Linked DNA regions of Cricetulus griseus: region 2 is linked to region 1. The links are chromatin contacts, called in public Hi-C maps. All regions are on one chromosome and are shown on one strand. The core of a region is the stretch at or near the end of the contact, and the rest is flanking DNA. Distances in the headings are between cores, read along the strand shown.

The links. Hi-C and Micro-C count contacts between places; a contact is called where the count stands out from the background.
Region 2: a contact with region 1 is called in a Hi-C map of the CHK-Q cell line, with 4 times the contacts expected there. The contact joins the promoter of Idh3b here to the promoter of Pced1a in region 1. A contact is called at or near these places in 2 of 8 Hi-C or Micro-C datasets (the CHK-Q cell line and liver).

Annotation. Positions count from the first base shown.
Region 1 is chr6:48,181,771-48,189,332 of CriGri-PICRH-1.0, reverse strand. Pced1a (PC-esterase domain-containing protein 1A) reads right to left here and starts at 4,736. Exons shown (of 8, transcript XM_027421802.2): 1 at 4,464-4,736; 2 at 3,386-3,526; 3 at 2,775-2,854; 4 at 2,426-2,664; 5 at 2,186-2,336; 6 at 1,852-2,098. The coding sequence starts at 3,509. Vps16 (vacuolar protein sorting-associated protein 16 homolog) reads left to right here and starts at 4,269. Exons shown (of 24, transcript XM_027421799.2): 1 at 4,269-4,423. The coding sequence starts at 4,371.
Region 2 is chr6:48,324,661-48,332,300 of CriGri-PICRH-1.0, reverse strand. It overlaps Idh3b (isocitrate dehydrogenase [NAD] subunit beta, mitochondrial), which reads right to left and starts at 5,097. Exons shown (of 12, transcript XM_027421815.2): 1 at 4,992-5,097; 2 at 4,781-4,861; 3 at 4,547-4,645; 4 at 4,340-4,460; 5 at 2,780-2,840; 6 at 2,573-2,705; 7 at 2,337-2,470; 8 at 2,148-2,250; 9 at 1,905-2,051; 10 at 1,289-1,383; 11 at 1,109-1,169; 12 at 216-341. The coding sequence starts at 5,027. The coding sequence ends at 267. It overlaps LOC103163425 (a long non-coding RNA gene), which reads left to right and starts at 5,065. Exons shown (of 4, transcript XR_004770438.1): 1 at 5,065-5,143; 2 at 5,744-6,214; 3 at 6,466-6,607. It overlaps Nop56 (nucleolar protein 56), which reads left to right. Exons shown (of 12, transcript XM_027421812.2): 12 at 1-217. The coding sequence ends at 133.

The DNA.
Region 1 (7,562 bases), core at 3,487-5,986:
TATTCTACCCTGTTTCTTATCCCTTACCAACTGTGTATTGCCTCTTTTGAACATTTCATGCCTTCGATGCTTTTCCTACTAAATGGAACTGCCTGACAAACTGAACTCCCTTCTTTCCAACAGTCACAAGACATCAACAATACACTGTGTCCTGAAAGCACCTCTCTATTCTCAACCACTTTTGTTTTACCATCAATATGTTCTCTGCCAATCCAAAGTGTGAGCACTGTTCTGCTGTCTCCTTCCTAGTTCTCACTCATATACCTCTGCTAGGTACTGATGACTCCAAATGTCTCCCCAAGACGTCAAACAGATCTGCCCTTAATCAAACTCACTTGCTCATCTTCCCACTTCAAGTCTTTCTTTTAACAACCTTAACTTCCTTTTTCCCCCTTGAGACAAGGTCTCATATCTTAAACTCATTTTGTTGCTAAGGATGAGTTTGAACTTCTGACCCTCTTGCTTCCATTTCCCACGTGCTAAATTTACATGTACCTACCATACCTGGCTGTATATGGTGCTAGAGAGTGAACCCATGGCTTCATGCATGCTATCAACTTCAAGCCCTCTGCCAACTAAGCCACATCTCCAGCTGTTTCTATAGTTCTTAGAGGGAATCAGAAGCTGTGAGGCACCACAAACTAGCCTTTCAACCTTTAAAACATTTCTTTATTCTCTCATTAAGCAAAACAAAGGAAATGGAGCCAGCATATAATCCATCTGAATCTATCTTCCTAAAGTTCCAGCTCCTAGCTACTAAGCTCTAGTGGTTTTCCTCTGTTCCTGGCCTTTCTATGTCCCCCACATCTTCTATTGCTGCAACAAACAGCATCTAAGATGACTCATGCCTCCAATTCCTTGAACACTGTGCTCTTGGCACTGGAGTACAGCATCTGTGTTGGTACTGGGCGGGAGGGGATGAACTATCAACAAGTGACCCGATGTAGAAGAGAAGCAAATAAGCCATGATGTTTCCTTTGCAGGCAGACGGGGACTGAGAGACTAACAAGCAAACACAAGAGCTGTAGCAGAGAACATCTCAGCAGTAATGCAATCAGTGTCCCAAAAACAAGCTGGAGAGGTGGGATTCTCAGCAATGCCTAGAATGGGGTCAGTGGAGAACAGCACTAGGCTAGAAACAGTGAGACTGGAACCCTAAGGCAGAGTTGAGGAGCCTACGAGCTGTTGTCTACTAACCCCATCACCTTGAGATTGACTTGCAATGACACTGTAGGTTACACTGTCTCTGGTCAACAACCTGCCAGCTGGCTGCACCTTTTCACTTCTCCAGCTGATGAGCTTTCTTGCCCCTGTGACATTGCTTGGACCACCCTTCTTCCATATCTGTCATCCCACTCCCTCCACGTGGCACTATCTAGAGGTATTCTCATTTCTTTTCCACTCACCTGTTGACTGGGTCTTTGGACCCTGCCTTTTGCAATCAGTACTTGCACACTTTCACTCAAGTGCACAGAAGGAGTCATACAGCTTCAGAACTGGAAGCGGAACAGTCATGTGACTCCTGTGATCTAACCATTCCCAGAAAGTGAGAAAGGAACACTCAGGAGCCACAACTGTTTTTCTTTTCAAGATAGGGTTTCTCTCTAGCTTTGGAGGCTGTCCTGAAACTTGCTCTGTAGACCAGACTGGCCTCGAACTCACAGATCTGCCTGCTTCTGTCTCCTGAGTGCTGGGATTAAAGGTGTGTGGCCACTACCACCCAGCCTACCACAACTATTTTTCAAGGGATAATCTATTTTCTACAAGTACCCCTGGTGCATTTGGTTCTTTGTGCCTTGTGCTAAAGATCCTATCTACTTCACTACCCACCCAATCTGTGGCAGGTCTTACCTGGGAGAGGGTCATGTTTGGGTAGCTCCACACCCCAGGCATCAGCCACATGGGTCAGAAGTAAGTGTGAGAGGTGGCGGTGTGCATGTTGGTCCCAATGGACACCATCTCGATGACGGTGACGTACGGCATGCCGGAAATGGAAGTGGAGATCTAGGACGTCGAAACAGTGGTTCCCAGCTAGTGTAGCACTGTAGAAGTTCCCTTCAACCACATCCTGTCGCAGAGAGACTGCCAGAGGCTGGAGCTAATTGAGAAAGTGGAGCCTCTAAGATGGTCTCCTATCTACCAGCCAGCCACACTCTATCCGGTCCAGAAGGGCCCAATTACTTACCTCTGGCAGGAGGAAACCCCCAGTGACACGTTCCCCCAAAGGCATTGCCATGTTCCACACCAGCAGACAAGAGTCTGGCAAAACCTGGTCCATTCGTACAAACACTCGTTCCAAGTTCTCTCTGTAGCTTTCCATTGGGCAGCGGCCATATCTGTTGGGTAACACTTAGGGTGGGCAAGAGCACAGGAATGGCGCCATACCTCCACCTCCAACCAGCATTTCCCTTTCCCCCGCCTGAACCTGGAGAGATCCCAGAGGCAGGAGTTGATGATCACTAGGTCAGGGGCAGGTCCATATGACAGCTCCTTCAAGACGTCCTCAAGGTACTCGGAGTAAACACGGGTGAGGAAGTAGAAGCGCACAAGGTGGTGGCCAGAACCAGAGCAGAACTGGCGGACCTCTCGGTACTGTGTCCCGTTGTGTAGCTCGCCCAGCTGGCCCCCAGCCACCAGCTGATCCTGTTCAAAGCTCAGCTCCCCCTACCCACCCACCCCCACCCCGATGGTCAGATCCATGCCAGGCAGGTGGTCCTTTTCAGGCCAGGGTCTGCACCCACCCAACTCTGGCATGGCTGCCAAGCTTCTCTCACCTTGGCTTTTAACTGGGAAGCTGTGAGCAGTGAGTCTTTCTGGAGCAGAAGCACCAGGTCCTTATACACAGCTCTCTGGACTGCAGGGAGACAGGGATCCGGAGGTTAAGGCAGGCCTCATCCCCTCCCAGAGCCTCCCAAATGAAGTCCTTTTGTTTCTCAAGGTTTGGACGATCAATAGCAGCACTATGGAAGGTTGACTTAAAGGAAAGTAAAGATGAAGTTTGAAAATCCTGGCTCGGCTTCTTTCTAGTCATATGCCTGTCCCCTGTCTTGGCTACAGTGACCCAAGACCAACTGGCACAGTTAAGTTGGCCCGGTCATCAGGGAAACACACAACATAACGCAGAGCTCCTTTTAAGAAAAACCATGGAGGTCTACAAGAGATAAAGATGCTACCAACATGGGCTAAAATGCTACATAAATGATATGCCAGGACACCCATGGAAGGTATATAGAAAAAAACAAAACAAAACAGTCTAGTGTTCTAAAACAGAATAAAAGATGGAGAAAAGACTGAAATGGAGATACGGGGTGCAGGCATTAAAGAAAACAGGATATAGGACTGAAGAGATAGGACTGTGAAATGTCATCCTAGAGTGGTCACTCACTGGAGTCCCCCAAAATGACCACGAACTTGTTGTGTAGCAGCTGCTGGACTTCGGAGGCTTGGAAGTGGACCATGGTGCTTCGCAGCAGGCGGTGTGGCATCTCGTTTTCCAAACAGAAGACCATGCTGTCACTGACACCGGCTGCAGGGAGAGGCCACTAAGCTGACAGAGGGCAGGGACTCAAGGTAAGTCAGTCTGTCCCAAGATGACAGATGCACATTGGCCCCTCCCTGGCTGCTCCGAGTAAGAGGGAGGAGAGTGGGGTCGCATGGCACATCCCATGATAGCACCAGCCTTCACACTGGGAGGGTCGCTTGGGCCAAGGGCCTACACTATGGCGCTTCGCGGGCGCAGCGATTCCCTTGCTCCCAGCCACGTGTCAGCGGCGGCCCCGCCCGTGCGCACACGTCCGCTCGCGCCAGTTACCAAGTCTGCGGGCTCCAGGGATTCACGGGCCAGTAGGGCAGGCCCGGGCGCCGCGCGCCTTGCCCGCAGCGGGCTCCTGATCTAGAGTCATGTTCCCGCGCCCCTTGAGGGCGGTAGGTTCTTGCAAAGACCTTGCCCTACAGAGCCCGGGTGCCCAGGTTAGCTGTAGGTGCGCAGCTCGACGCCCAGTGCTCTCCATGCGTGCGTCCCGGTGGTCCAGCTAACGCCTCCAGCATCTGAGTTAGGAGGAGATGCTCATGGCTCCCACTTCCGGTCACCCATGTCCCTCCCTGCGTGACTCCCAACGTCGGAGAGGTCAGAAAGACAGCTAGGCTGGCTGCCGTGCAGGATAAGAATCAGGGTAAGGCCCACCCGGGCGAGCGTAAGCCCCGGTAAGAGCGGAGGGCAGAACGATAGCTCAGTGCGCTTTGCCCACAGTACTGATGGCCGCGATGGTGGCCTCGCCACGTGACCCCGACGGGCGGAAGCGGAAGTGCGGCCTGGAGCTTGCGCCAGGCGGGTGTTTTCTCGGCGCCTCTATCCGCCAGCTGTACCAGACATGGACTGTTACACTGCGAATTGGAATCCACTCGGGGACTCTGCCTTTTACCGGTGAGCCGCCCGCCGCCCCACCTTCTCGCCCACTGCTTACCGTGTTTGTTGGCTGGTTTGAGCCTCCCCCGGCGGAGCCAGCGGCGCTCGCCCCCCCGTCACTACGGGTGCTGGCGTCCGCCCCTCCGGCGGCTCGCCAGAACGTCTGCCACTTTACGCACAGTCGCCTAGGGGCAGCAATCTGGTCCTTCCTCTGCTCCAACGGAGGCAAGGTCTGAAGGCACCCCAATACTGAGGTCTGTCGGCCTCCGGAAGGATGCTGGGATCACGATGAGGGAGGCCGCCCGCAGCGACAGCGAGTGCCAGTCTCCTTCCGGAAACTGCTGCTGAAGTCAGACCACAGGGGCTCTCAGAGGAGGGCGGGATCCCCACAGCGGGCGGAGTGACAGTACTGACCAAAGCTGAGAGAAGGGGGTGAATAGCCATTCAGCCCTGGGGCACTATTAATGAAGAACTCTAGGCATTGGCAACTCACTGAACTTGGGAGAGCCCTGAGCAGTGGGTCTTTGTCAAGTCTAAACTAGAAAAGTGATTACAGTGGGTAGGGTCTCTTTGACTTTCTTTCTAAGATAAAGTACAAAGTGCTTGTGGAGCATACATCAATTGGTCAACCTCTATGTGTCTCCCTGAGTGGCTTCCAGTTTGGTCTCAACCATCCTCAAATCGTGTTCCAGCCGCACAGAATTGCAAGACCTCATCCCATCATGCGATTTCATGGCTTTCTGTGTTTTCATAGCCCTACGATCCCTTTTGTGGGCATTGGTATTTCTCTCTTTATCACACTGAAGAATTATTGCTGGTCTTCAGGACCTTCCTGGTCTTCCTACAGTAGAATTCTTTGTTCCTTACAGGGTTTAGTTGTAGTGTCTAATATGTGGCAAATGAGGGTAATATTTGTTTGGGTTTCTTTTGCTGAGTTCCTTGAGGGTTAAGAATATCTCTTTATTTCCCATGCATATTTAGATCAATGCCTGTTACGTAATAGTTGTCTAGCCTGTGGTGTCCCATGCCTCTTAAACTCTAGTTGTCTAGCCTGTGGTGTCCCATGCCTCTTAAACTCTGGAGGCAGAGGCGTTGCATCTCTGTGAGATCCATGCCAGCCTGGTCTATGGTAATCAGTTCAGGCCAGCCAGGGCAACATAGTAAGACCCTGTCTCAAAACAACACAGAAACAAAACTTAATAGTTTCCCAGCTAGTTGCAAATTGTAAAGAATATTTTATTGATGCACCTGCAGATCACAGAGACATTGCATTGGTGTTTTATCTCAGTAGAAGACATTGCTTCTGCTAGTGAAACTGTTTACCATACTCACAGCCAGACTTTGAAATGAAACTTTGTTGTTCATAATGTGATGTGATAATTTCTAGAGATCTGTTGCATTTGTTTATCCTCAATTCCTCTTAGACACATGTACAATATGAAAAATGAAAAACTTAGTTGAGATCAACAGGAACTATTAATGATTTCACCCATTGAAAATACTAGTGAGCAGAGTGTGGTGTCACACCCATTACCCAAGCACTTGGGAGGTGGAGGCAGGAGGACCAGGATTAGTAACTGATCAGTTTGCACTTTATCTTATAAAGGAAGTCAACAAGACACTAACTACTGACTATATACATATATTGGAGGCCAGCCTGGGCAAGGTCAGGCTCTATCCCAAAATACATATTTAAAACACTAAAAAATAATAAAAATAAAATATTAACTATTTTTAAAGTAATTTTAAAACGGAGCATAGAAGACAACGACTTCGTTGCAACAGAGCTCCTCCTGTTTGTTGTATGAAGGCTTAGCTTCATGGGTGCATGTTTCAAAAGATGTGAGTGTGTGTCATAGAAGAGGCTGACTTCCCATTACCTGTGTTGAGCTCATAGAAACACAAGTGTTAAGCCTTGCTGAAGATGATAAGTTACAAACAAATAAGACTTTCTAATAAGCTGGATACCATGCCAAGTACTTTATGTATAGTTTCTTAAATATCCCACCACAGAATCAGGATCATGATTTGTTCCAACTTACTGATGTAGAAGCTGAGGGACAGAAAGTCCAGGTTAAATAATTAAGTGGTTCTGTAAGTGGTAGCACATGCCTTTAATCCTAGCAGAGGAAGGGGATCTCTGAGTTGGAGGCCAGCCTAGTTTACAGAGTGAGTGAGTTCCAGGGCAGCCAGGGCTACACAGAGAAACCCTGTCTTGAAAAGTCTCCCTACCTCCCCCACTCAAAACAAAACCTAACAGGTAGACTCTGTGCCAAAACACAGATTTTTTTTTAAATTTTACATTTTGGGTGTGTATGTATATGCATGCGTGCATGCCTCTGTGGCTTTGGAGACTATCCTGGAACTAGCTCTTGTAAACCAGGCTGGTCTCAAACTCACAGAGATCTGCCTGCCTCTGCCTCCCAAGTGCTGGGACTAAAGCCGTGAGCTACCACTGCCCCCGCTGTTTACAGACATTTGTAAGGCAACATGTGGGTGCTGGGATTGACTCTGGAAAAGCAGCCAGTGCTCTTAACTGCTGAGCTGCCTTCCCAGCCCTCCTTGGTTTTGTTTTTCTGAGACAGGCTCTCATGTAGCCCAGGAAGACCTTCTGCCTCCATCTACCAAATGTTAAGGATATAGGCATGTGCCACTGTACCCAGTTTATCCAGTACTGGGGGGTTGAACCCAGGGCTTCATGCATGCTAGACAAGTGTTCTACCATCTGAGCTAGTTTTCCAGCCCTTTATCTGAACCATATTTTCATTATTGTTCAGTAGTGTTGAGTATATTTGCTGTGGTGTACAGACAATTTAATTTTTTTTCATCTAACAAAACTGAAAGTCTGTACCTATTAAATAGCAATTCCCCATTAAACAAGTACTCCCGTTTCTTTGGACTTGACTATTCTAGGTAATTCATGCAAGTGATGTCTTTCACTTGTCTTTTTGTGATTGGATTATTAACTTAATATTGTACTGTCCCCAAGGTTAATGTTATAGCATGTATCATAATTTCTTATTTTTTAAGGCTGGAGGATTTTGTTGTATATATATATATATATATATATATATATATATATATATATATATTACATTTTCCTTATCCATTCTGTCAGTAATATGGATGGGCGGAGTCGAAGACAGCCACTCAGAAA
Region 2 (7,640 bases), core at 3,848-6,347, 140 kb before region 1:
AGAGGCAGCAAGCCCCATCATCCCCAAGAAGAAAAGGAAATTTACTGATGAACCTGAACCTGCCCCTTCCGTTAGCTATACAAAGAATACAAAGAAAAAGAAAAAGTCCCAGAAGGCATCCCAGGAGGATTAGAATGGACATGCTTTGTGGGAGGGGCATACCTTAAGGTAACAGTTCCTACCCATGATAAACCCCAATAAAAACACAAAAAACATAGTTTGTATGTTTGTTTTATTGGATATTTTACATGTGCACATTGTAAGACTTATGACAGGGCAGCAATAACAGCTTCAGTGAAGTCATGACAAGTGGCATAACCACCCATATCTGAGGTTCGAACCTGTAGGAAAAAGCTGTCATCATCCTGTGGTCTGGATCCAGTCCCAAACACCCACCTTGTGCAGGTACCCTATACCACCAGCCCCCAGGATAACCTAGCCTCTGCCAGAAAAGCAATTAGGGTCTACTGTTAGATGTTTTCTTCCTTGGTCCATTGTACTGAAGGGATGTGTAGGTAGCATGGTCCTTTGGAGTTGGAGGGAGTGAGGGCTCTAGCCCCCATGGGGGTGCAGATGGCTGATGACAGACTGGATGAAATCAGTTGTTGTGCTGTAGCCGCCCATGTCTCGAGTCCGTACCTACAGCCACCACCAGCAATAGCCGTGGGGAAGAAAAGAGAGCCCATGAAGAAGATGGGGCAATATGGGCATAAGATGGAGACCAAGAAAAGATAGAATGAATGTGGCAAGAATGGAAGGAGGAACAGGGGCCTGCTCACTCTTAAGCAGTCAGAGGGATGGGAAAATGAATACCAAAGGATGAGGTTACCTTTCAGGAAAAGACCAGGAGGGAAGAAAGACAGGTATGTAATCCTGCCTGCTATCCTCCCCCTGGACAGATGCCCAAGAAAGGCAATGGATGGTGCAGGAAAAGGAACAGCAGATGGAACTAAGGCAAAGAAAACCAAGAGGATGAAATAGCCAAGGAAGGAAGGTGAAGAATAACTATGATATGACAGCAGGTATTGTGGGGACCTGGAGGAAAAGTGCCCCTCACAAGTTCCCCATTAAATGTGCTTATTAGCCTTTGAAACTTTTTTGAACTCACCTTGCCAACTTTAATCACCTTCTTCACTGCGTCTGCAATCATGTTGGAGTGGTATTCAAGACTGTCAACACAGACAGGAGGAACTCAGAATCCAACTAGAACACCCCCACCCTATTCTCCCTCTTGCTCGTCCCCTTCCAACACCCACCCTTCACCCCATTTCAGCTTCCTATAACCTACTTGAGATGCCGAAGCATGTTGGAAGCTGACAACAGCATGGCCGTGGGATTGGCTATATTTCTGCCCACTGCCTGGGCAAATGGGTGCCGAGCACCCTGTGGGAAAAAGCAGAGCAGAATCACATGAAGGAGACAGGCACCTGAGAAGGTGAAGGTCTGCAAAAGGCATAGCACAGGAGGAGGGCAGGCCAAGGTGACTAAGAGGTGTAGGGAGTGGGAGAGGAGGCAGCCATGGTCATTTACAAACACAGCTACCTGAGGTGAGAGAAGGCTGGGTACAGATAACCAACAGAAAACATTCCTTTTTTCATTGATGGTTTGAGGGGTTTTTGTTTTATTTTTTAAGACAGGGTTTCTCTGTCCTGGACCAGGCTGGCCGTGAACATACATCCACCTGCCTCTGCCTCCAAGTACTGGGGATAAAGGCATCCACCACCACCCAGCTGGTTTGGGTTTTTGAGACAGGGTCTTACTATATATCTTACTTCTGGCTATCCTGGACCTATATAGATCAGGCTGGCCTTGAGTTCACTTAGAAATCCACATGCCTCTGCCTCCTGAGTGCTAAGATAAAAGATGTGCACCACCAATCCCACGGGAAAAATAATCTTGCTCACCGTCTCAAAAACTGCATACTCTGCACTGTAGCTCTCACCAGGGACCACACCAGCTCCTCCAACAAGGCCAGCAGCCAGATTGTCAATAATGTTCCCATAAAGATTGGGCATCACAAGCACATCAAACTGGTAAGGATTCTGTACCAGCTAGGGGTGAGATTATGGGAATGAAGAGAAAAGTTCCAACAACAAAACAGATTTCCACTCCCCACCCTCCCTCTGGGAACTCGCAAAGGACCTCACCTGCATGCAGCAATTATCTATGATCATTGTCTCAAATTTGATTTTGGGGTACAGTTCAGCAACTTCCTCACAGCACTGCAAGAACAACCCATCCCCAAGTTTCCTGTTCACGGATCAAAGAGACAGAAATCAGTTGAGAGTTCAAGGGATACCTCTCCAGGAACCCAACCCAAAAAAGCCATGCCTTACATGATATTGGCCTTATGGACAGCTGTGACCTTGCTCCGCCCTTTTTTGGTGGCATAGTCAAAGGCAAACTTTGCAATTCTCTGAGACTTGGTTCGAGTGACAATCTTCAGACACTCAATGACCCCCTTTGCACTCTGGGTAAGACAGAAATGACTGGTAATGTTTGGAAAGCAGCCAAGGAGGCTGCTACCTCTCGCCTCCCTCTTTCCTTGTCCTCCCCAGTTACTGGGCCTTACCTCATGTTCCAGAGAGCTATATTCCCCTTCTGTCTGTTCGCGAATGATTACCAGGTCTAGATTGTTATGACGAGTCATGTACCCAGGAAGTGACTTCACATGGACTACATTGGCAAACAAGTCCAATTTACGCCTGAGGGTAGACTGCCATCAGCTCTGTCCCAGGTGCCCAGTACCCTTTTGACCCAAGCCTACCCATCCACCTACCTCAGCTGCATATCATAGGAAGCTAATTCGCCCTTATACTCCATTGGGGTATGGATCTTTCCTGTGGAAACAAAGTGCGGGGGAAGTAGGGTTAGACAAAGGTCAAGCAGAGACCAGGGTCCAATCTCCCATTGACTTCATGCAACCTAGTCTCCTATCTCCCACCCCCAAATACCTCACCCTCTATTTATTGCCCCTAGCAAGAACCAAGGAGAATGAATAATGTAATTAAAATGAGAAAAACTGTAATACTTTAGTTTTAGTAATTTTTATTTATGTTGAAATTTCGAAATGACCTAAGAACCACTTGTTTTTAATCAAAGAACCTGGGTTTAATAACAAGCTTAAAAGCAACGTTAGGGGATCAGTGGCTTTCCTTATGTTCCTGTGTCTACTGACTTTATATGGGGAATCAGTGGCTTTCCTTATGTTCCTGTGTCTACTGATGTTATATTTTCTCAGCTACTACTCACTGAAAATGTAAGGCAATAGGAATAGCAATCAAAACCATACAACCCCTGCCCTCAACAAGCAAACAATACATTGGAGAACACAAGTAAGTAAGCAATGATATTAACAATAAGCATAGGAGCACAGAGGAAGAATCCTCTCTGATAATAGGAATGTTACAGAAAAGCTGGCACTATAGTCAGTTCCTTGGTTAAGTGAGTACAGTGGTCAAAAACAAATAAAAACCAAAAAAAAAGTGAATACAGTGGGCTGAACAGTGATCCCCAAACCGACAGGCCCATGCCCTTACACCAAGAAACCATAAACATGATTTATTGGGGTGGTGGGAGGCTATAAATGTTATCTTATTTGGAGAAACACTTTTTTTCAGATCGAATTAGGCGCCTTGAGATAAAATTGTCCTGGATTGGGGGCAGGGCTAAATCCTAATGGTAAATCAGAGAGAGAGAGAGAGAGCCTCAGAACTGAGAGTACATTTATACTATTTACAGCCACCACAAAAATTGTACTATCCAATGGCAATCATAGAAAATGAATATGAGTGGCTATTCTGATAGATGACATCAGAGGAAAAAAAAACATTTTGGGTAGAGGGAAGAGCGTAAGTCAAGGCAGAATATATATATTCGACAACTAGCACAGCTGACTGTGAGCAAAGCACAGAACAGGTCGTGGAAAGGAAAACAGGAAAGCCAGGGGCCTGATCAGAAAGAACCGAACCGACTTTCCTCTGCAAAAGCTGACCCTGGTAGTCAGGCTGTTCAAGAAAATAGATTTGGAAAATGGCCTATGTGGGAAAATCTAGAAGCCAAAAGAATCCAATAAGGGGAATAAAACAGAAGAAGAAGAAGGCAATAGAAAGGGGACGGTTAGAATGGACACTGCTGGCACAGCTAACAGGGTCTGACCACAGTGACAACAGCCTGAGCAGGCCCCAAACCCTTGCAACTTCGCTGACCTCCCTTCCCATAAGAAACAAATTCCCAAGTATCAGTAGAGGGCCGTCTGGGTAGCTGATATATACACGCCAGAGAGAGAGAGGCTTATGAACACTGCTCATTTGACTTTAAATGACAGAGGCATACAAACCAATGATGGCAACTTTGTTCTCCTTCATGGAACTCAGCAGCTGCTCCAACTTCTCCTCAGAAGCCATATTCTGCACCTCGCTCAGGCGGTGCTCCTTGAATTCCACTGGGACAGCAGCAGCCTTCAGGTATCAATCAGTCCAAGCACAGGGCCAGGTCAGGTCTGGCAGCTGGACCACCCATCCCCCACCACAGGCTACTCGCTCACCTTGAACACTTCCTTGACAGCATGCATGAGCTCCGGCCCCACGCCGTCTCCCGGCAACATGGTCACAGGAAAGGCACCCTCAACCTTCACATCTTCTGCCTGTGAGTGGGACCAGCGGAGATGGAGCAGGGGCAGAAGCAGGAGTCAGAGGGAGACAGGTGGAGAGCGGAAACCCAGGGGAGCGGACAAGGAGGCGACAAGGATGGGCGAGGGCGAAGCCGGACTCGAGCGTACCTGGGTCTGTGAAGCGGCGTGAGCCGCAGCCGATGTTCGGAGACCTCTCCAAGCCCCGGGGTTCCGAGCGGCGACCACCGCCTGCGACAGACATAAGGTTAGATCTGGGACACCCAGGCCCCTTACACCGCGCCGGCCTTACCTTTTGGAAACTCCGGACAAACCCTCTGCTCTCCCGCCCACCCTCTGCCCAAAACGTCCCGGGCCTCACTCGGGTCAGCCAGCGGACATTGCTCAGCGCTGCCATCTTCTACAGAGGGAGTCGCGCGGGAAGTGACGCCGGAAGCGAGCGCGACGGTGGGAGCTGGACTTCCTTTCGGCTCGGTCCTGCTTGACGGTTATTTGCCCTCTACCAGTCGGAAGGTTGTGCAGATTCATTTAACTCTGTCCTTCTGTTTAGTAACGTAGCGTCACGGGACACACAACCGGTTTGTCTGTCTTCAGTTGTCAGATTTTATTTCTTTTGAAACTTCAATACTAAAAAAGTATATGGCTATTTATCCAGCGAAGACGTGCGATTAACAAGTTGAGAATCCTAAGGCGTCTGTGAATGTTTCTGTTATATTATGATAGATGTGCTTGTTTTCTCCTAATCCAGTTACCGGGTATTTATCAAGTCTCTGTGTTTTGAGGGGTTTGTTTTGTTTTTTTACTACAGGATCTTATTCTTTGCTCTAACCAGTTGTTATAGGCTTGAACTTCGTCGCTAATATAAATATTGCACGACACATTTCATTTGTGATGCATATCTTAAAATATCATTTATTCTTAGCTGGGCGTGGTGGCACACATCTGGGAGGCAGAGGAAGGCGAATCTCTCGAGTTCGAGGCCAGCCTCGCCTGCAAAGCTAGTTAGTTCCAGGACAGCCAGAGAAACCCCTGTCTCGAAATAGATCATGTTTTTCAATGGATTGACGTGATATATATGCAGCTCTATTACAAATTAGCTTTTTATTTATTTAGAGTGAAGGGAGCACCACAGGGCACTTGTATCAGTGAAAGAACAGAGGCCAACAGAATTGGTACTCTCCTGCCACCATATAGATTTCAAGAGTTGAGCTCAAGTCATAAGGCTTGGCAGCAGGCATATTTACCCAGTGAGCCATCGCATCAATTCCAAGTTAGTTTTCTTATTATCATATACGAACATAATGAGTTTCCTTTGTAATCTGAATTATTTTATCCATTTAAAAGACCTTCTCTAAGATGTGATCCATGAGTTTCAGTGTTCTTCCAAAGAAGTCCTGGGCACACAAAGGGTTCAAAATTTCTTCTCTGTTAAGACCTGTTCCTTCTTTTCCCTTTACAACCATGAGCAATCAAAGGAGTGATTCCTTGAAGATGCAGTTTGGGAGGTTTTTGGAAAAAGTAGAACTCCTGATAAGTGGGATAAACTGGATTTTACAGAAGTGACTATACTCAATGTAGAATAAGGTAGGTTATAAGCAAAAGTGGTGTCTGCTTCCCCAGAATCGAAGATGAAGGGGGGTTGTTAAAGTGGCTGGCTGGAGGGGTGTTCTCAGGAGAAATGTATCAATATGGGAAAGGGGCAGGAGGAGTTCTGCAAGATGCAGCCTCAGCTGGAGTTTTCCCCCAGTCTGGTTCCCTGGGGAGCTCTGAAGTGTGAATAATGTCTCGAGATTTTTCTGATTTGAGGCAAGGCTTCCTAACCCGCTTTGCTCCAGCATAACATAGGCCAAGGACATCTCTCAGAGAAGGAGGGAGTCATCATCGGTTAATGACCAGACCAGCATCTGAAGCAGTTGAAGGACCGGACAGTCCCACTGACCAACGGGATCGCAGCATAGTGGCTGCGATGCTGTGCAGGTAAGAATGTCCACGTCAACTGAAAATCAGGAGAGAAATCATGTGAAGAGACACACATGATGGGTAATGAGAAGTAGGGTTGGTGCAAGGCCTAAACCTGAGAGAAAAGATAGAGAATCATGAACAATACTGTTGAGCCTGGTGATAATGGAAATTATCTTCACTTAGTTGTAGGTGGCTTCATCAAGAAAACAAGCATTTGGGTTCATTTAAAAGTGCCATTTTCAGGTAGATCTCTGTGAGTTCAGGGCCATCCTGGTCTTCAGAGTGAGTTCCAGGAAAGCCAGGGCTGCATAGACCGTGTTTCAATAGAACAAAAAAACCCAAAAAATTATAAAGGCCATCTTGCCAGAAAGGTACATGGAGTTGAGGCTTCTGGCAAAATGGAATCGGGAGATAAGTGAAAAGCAATCAAAAAGTTCTAATTGATAGTCAGGTACAAAAAGAATCAAAGGTCATAAATTATTCAAAAATTAGTACTTATAGGAGTTGTTGAATGTGTAAGATAGAAGAGGAACGTGTTTCCACAAGGAAGCAAGTCAAACAGGTGTCAGTAACAGTGAAGCTGGAGACCCATCAGATGAGGACACAGATCACAGTACTGATGGTCAGCCTTGTTGCAGTGTGCCAGCCAGGACAGAACGGCCTCCTGAAAAGAATCCATGTGCCATTCCAGGAAGTCAGATATGGCAAAGTGTAGTTGTATGGTGTTTTTACTCTTTTTGGGCTTTTTGAGGGGCCCTGCCACCCAGCTCCCAAGTAAATTACACATGAAAGCTTATTATTACTTATGAATGCCTGGCCCTTAAGCTTGTCTTGTGTCTAGCCAGCTTTTCTTATCTTAAATTAACCCATCTACCTTTTCCTCTGGGCTTTTATCTGTCTCTTGTGTAAATCTTACTTTCACTCTTACTCCGTGGTTCACTGGTGGCCAGGTGGCTGGTGGCTGGGTGGCTGGTCGTTGGCCCCTGACATCTTCCTCCCCTTGTTCTCTTGTTGCTCTTCCTCCTCATTTCTCCTTTCTGTTTATCGT